Linked DNA regions of Astyanax mexicanus: region 2 is linked to region 1. The links are chromatin contacts, called in public Hi-C maps. All regions are on one chromosome and are shown on one strand. Each heading gives the region's core, a stretch centred on a gene start, on an enhancer-like site or on the middle of the called end of the contact. The rest is flanking DNA. Distances are from core to core; before and after follow the strand shown.

The links. Hi-C and Micro-C count contacts between places; a contact is called where the count stands out from the background.
Region 2: a Hi-C map of muscle shows a contact between it and region 1, with 17 times the contacts expected there. The contact joins the promoter of camk2n1a here to the promoter of ece2a in region 1. A contact is called at or near these places in 2 of 3 Hi-C or Micro-C datasets (both in muscle).

What each region holds. Positions count from the first base shown.
Region 1 is chr4:30,404,887-30,407,586 of AstMex3_surface, forward strand. It overlaps ece2a (endothelin converting enzyme 2a), which reads left to right and starts at 1,439. Exons shown (of 3, transcript XM_022673148.2): 1 at 1,439-1,830. The coding sequence starts at 1,662.
Region 2 is chr4:30,558,702-30,561,401 of AstMex3_surface, forward strand. It overlaps camk2n1a (calcium/calmodulin-dependent protein kinase II inhibitor 1a), which reads right to left and starts at 1,332. Exons shown (of 2, transcript XM_007231617.4): 1 at 724-1,332. The coding sequence starts at 892.

The DNA of each region.
Region 1 (2,700 bases), core at 189-2,688:
AATAATATAATATTTTTTGTTGGTTTGTTTTTACATCACTATATTTAATCTCTATTTACAATTTTACATACCTCCATTTGAATGACACTTGAGGGAGACCCATCATATAATCCAGAGCAACACTGGATGTGTAAATGGCCTTTCCAGTTACTGTCAATGACCAATCAATCTGATGGCCTTATCAAAACCATTATGAGAGATCATTCTTAGTGTGAGGAGGGCTAACTGACCCAATTCATTCCTCACTAATCCAACACTTCTTTATTTCTATACTGAAGAATTAGTTTATTTGACTCTCCCCACACAAAGCACAGCTGAGTGTGTTTCACAGTATTGTTTGTATAAAAAACAGTATTTTTACATTTTTTATTTAATTCAAAGTAAACTAAACACCAAACAGAGTGCAAAGTGTTATATCAGTACAGTACAGTAAGGACAGCACACCACTAGAGGAAGCCTGTGAGTGAGTCCTTAATGAATGGAGGTGAACGGAGGTAAAAGGCTAAAAACACAAAATAAAAACAGAAAATATTAGCCAAGATATTCCTTTTTGAGTAAATACAGTATCAGACAAAGAAAACCTGAGTAAATATAAAAACTTAAAGGATAATTTAACACAATAAAGGGAAAAACTACCCAAACCAATTAGCCTGTGTGAAAAAGTGTTCACCCCATAAATCTAATAAATTGGTTGTGCCACCATTGGCAGCACAACTGCAATCAAACATAACCAATAACTGGCAACGAGTCTTAAGGTCTTATGGTCAGTGTTAATGAATAAATAATAAGAAATAGACTGGTCAAAAATGGAAAAAATCCAATGCAAAAAACATTGCTGACCAAAAAGAACACAAAGATCCATCTCATATTTACCAACAAACTTTTTAGAAGTTATGCATCCTGTTACATAATATATATAAAATGTATATACATACTTTTCTAAAACTTTAAATAAAGGAAACAATAATAAAAAAGGGAAAAAATAAAAATAAATTGCTAAGTAGTATATATTACATTTACATATTAATGAAGATATGTTTTCTGTTTACAAATACATTTTATGATTACATAAGGTTGCATTTTATTTATTTATTATTATTATTATTAATAATAATAATAATAACAATAATTAATAATTATTTGTTATGATTATTTATTTTCTGCTGCTTGCAAGCATCATGATCTGGAAAATTTATATTGCTATTTATTTTTTCTATTTTTTTAAAGGATTAATTATTGCTGTTTCTAATTTACCTTAAATGCAGCTTTACAAGGGTATTGGTGTAGAGTGAGGGTATGTGGAGTGGTGGAGGTTTATTGATAAAAGTAAAATTGCGATACATAATTTTTATTTAATTAAAAATTAGTTTTAAACCGACGATTTTACTACATGCAGCGTCGAGGACTCTTAATTTGAAATTGTCATGTTCAGCTGAGGCGCACACACGTGAGTTTGTTGGGATCAGTGTGTGTGTGTCTGGGTCAGCTTGTGGAGTTTACAGTGAATTATTATTAATATTACAAACAGTATAAAACCCTGAGCACGTGGCTGTATAGACACAGCCCATCAGAGAACACAGCCTCTCTCACACTGTGTTTAAATTAATATTCTCTATTAACTCGCACAGCTAACAGGCTATAGCTACAGAGTGTCTCTGTTAATGATAGATATGGAGTATTTACCGCACTCTAACGCTGAGTATAAAGATATGCAGTACTGGAACACCAGGTATCAGACTGAGGAGAGCTTCGAGTGGTTCGGGGATTTCTCCAGATTTCAGCACCTCCTGGTTCAGCATGTGGGGAGATATGACTCCATTCTGATGCTGGGTGAGTTTTTAACATTATTCATTACTGACGGTCTGACTGACATCACTGTTTACTGGTCTAATCCAGTATATACTGGGCTTTAATAGGCTGAGAGACACTGATGTGTGTTTAGTGTTTTATTCTGTAACTCTACAAACTAAACAAGGTGGCGTGTTTGTAATGTCTGCATATATAGAGTGGGAACAACAGGGGGCGCTACAGCACTGTGTATCAGTATATTAATAACACTGCACATGCCAAATTAGTTTTTGGCTCATTGTAGCCCAGATATGATTTTTTTTCGTGGCAGTGTGAATGTGCTAAATCTGACTTTTTGGTCATTGTGGCTCAGATCTGATTTTTTCATGACTGTGTGAACATGCCAAATCTGTTTTTTTTCAAATCATATTTGAGTCACTTTCATATGTGTTCTTAAATCGGATATGTATCCGATCCATGGACATGCGACATGAATGTGAAAGGTCAAATTCAGGCTTTTTTTTTTCTTTTTCTAGTGCACACGCATCTCTTGGTGCAGCTGTGCAGCTATAGTTGCAAAAACAGCAAAAGCAAACCACCTGGCCTTTTTTTTAACCTCCTCAACCTGAGCATGAACTTCAGACCAGCTGTTTACTCTCCACTCCAGCAAAAGATGCTCCACATATGAGCTGCTAATGCATCCATTTCCCTTTATAAAGCTATGAGTCATCTCACACAGATACAGGTCACTTACATTTGTGAATGTGAACCATCAAGATAGTCAAATCCGATCTGAGCAAAAAAAAAATCAGATTTGAGCAGTGTGGTTTGTAATGTGAACGTAGCCTAAATCATATAACTAAAAGTTTAAACAAACCATAAATTTAGTGTTTTCTCATTATATTTAAAAGC
Region 2 (2,700 bases), core at 82-2,581, 150 kb after region 1:
GCAGAAACATATATACATGTATGTATCTCATCATCATTTCTGGTGATTCCACAGTGAGTGCTATATCTTTATGAATCTTTATAAACATAACAGCTGTCCTTCACATTATTGCCATTATGTCATGATGTCAATCTCATGTTAAACGGACCAGGTCTCAAATCAAATATTTTCACACTGACTTTCAAAATGAAAGATATATATATATTCTCCAGCATATAGTATATATTCTTAAATGTTGCAAACGCAAATGTTCCTTCTTGCATAATAATTGCATAATAATGTGGCTTCCTAATTTGAAATAGTCAGTTCCACCTTAAATGGTGCAGCAGATAAATTTCATAGTTTTATTATGTTAAGTGTTAAGTGCTAATACATATATATATATATATATATATATATATATATATATATATATATATATATATATAATAAGTAATATCTATATATCTATACATTGAGCTCGATTTATATTTCTGCAAATATATACATATATATATATATATATATATGTATATGTGTAAGAAAGAGTATAAGGGTCAGTAGGAAAATATAATATATTAAGTATTAAATATACATAGATTATATTATGTCATCATCACTCATGCAACATAAGTGTGTTTATGTATCTATGTATCTATGTATGTTTGTGTGTGTTTATAAGTGTGTGTATGTGTGTGTGTGTGTGTGTGTGTGTGTGTGTTTCTGCCCGCGGCGCGCGCTCACCTCTCTTGGCTCTTCCTATCTGTCCGAGTTTGGGGGGTCTCTTGGCCTGTCCCGCGCCGAAGAACGCGCTCGTGTCCTGCAGCCCGCAGCTGAAGGACATCTGGCTGACGTCATTGTCCGGCCCGTAGCCGCTCATCTTCCCCTCGCTGTACGGCAGCACCTCGGACATGATAATGATGATGGCGCGCGGACTCGCGAGCGGCTGGTACTGCTGCTGCTGTTGCTGACAGTGACGGTTACACGCGCGCACCGTATCCTCCGGTCTGAGCGCGCGCGAGAGAAAGAGCCTGTGCGTAAAAGCGCGTGAAAGAGGGTTCTAGAGAGTCTGGTAGAGCCCCGCTGCTGGTGTTTGAGCTCGCGCTGCTGCTTCTGGTGGTGGTAGTGGAGCTCGTGCTGCTGCTGGGTTGTTGTCTGCTGTCAGTCTGGAGAGGAACAGGATCCGCGGCGCGAGCAGAGCAGAGGAGAGTAGAGGACTGTGCGCGCGCTGCTGCTGCCGGTGTGTGTGTGCGCGTGTGTGTCTGCCGTGGGATGTGGGAGATCCCGCGATCATAAAGGGAACCCAGGCGGAGCGGTGAAGTCATCCATCCGGGTCTGAAGTGGAAGTGTGTGTTTCAGAGAGAGAGAGAACAGCGAGAGAGAGAGAGAGAGAGAGAGAGAGAGAGAGAGAGAGAGAGAGAGAGAGAGAGAGAGAGAGAGACAGAGAGAGAGACAGAGATACAGAAAGATAGAGACAAGACTGACCCCAGCAGGTGGTGGTGGGAAATGATGCCTGTAACTGTAACAGAAACCCCGCGGAAAAGCTCAGCTCAAGCTGGTCAGTTGAGATTTTGACCAATACAGGCTTTGTTTTTTGAAGTTTAATGATTTAGCTGACCTATAGTGCTGTGAAACTTTAATATTAGACACATATACCAAAATTACTCCAAAAGGGCATAGACAACTCATCCAGGAGGTCACAAAACAACCCAGATCCCAGAAAAATGTTATCAATGGGAGGGATAGAAGGTCAAAAAAACACTGCTGACCAAAAACAACACAAAGGACTAGCTCACATTTGCCACCAAACAAAGAGGAGAGAGAGAGACAAAGAAAGAAAGAAAGAAAGACAAATAGAAAGAAAGAGGCAAGACTGACCCCAGCAGGTGGTGGTGGGAAATGATGCTGAAAAGGACTGTAACTGTTACAGCAATCCCACTAAAACATGAGATTTTGACCAGTACAGGGTATGTTTTTGTTCAAGTTTGATGGTTTAGCTGACCTACAGTGGTGTGAAACTTTAATATCAGACAAATATACCAGAATTACTCCAAAAGGGCATGGACAACGCATCCAGGAGGTCACAAAAGCACCCAGAACCAAGAAAATGTATCAATAAGGGGTTTCAAGGTAAAAACCACTGCTGACCAAAAAGAACACAAAGGACAATCTCACATTTGCCACCAAACAAAGGAGAGAGAGAGAAGATTGACCTCCAGCAGGTGGTGGTGGGAATGATGCTGAAAAGGACTGTAACTGTAACAGAAACCCTGCTGAAAAGCTCAGCTCAAGCTAGTCAGTTGAGATGTGAGAAGTGTGATGGTTTAGCTGACCTATAGTGCCGTCAAATTTTAATATCACTCAAAGATACAGAGGAAAGAGGAAAAAAGAAACAGAGAGAGAGAAAGAAAGAGACAAGGCTGACCCCATCAGGTGGTGGTGGAAAATGCTGGAAACGACGGTACCAGTAACAGAAACCCTGATGAAAAGCTCAGCTCGAGCTGGTCAGGCAAATTACTGGTTAAGTAGGTTGACCAGTTGAGATTTTAACCAGTACAGGGTAGGTTTTTGCTTAAGTATGATAGTTTAGCTGACCTACAGTGCTGTAAAACTTTAATATCAGACAAAGATACTTCCTTTTGAATTTACTCCAAAAGGGCAAAGACAACTCATCCAGGGGATCACAAAACAACAGAGAAAAAAAAAGTTCCAAGGCTGAAC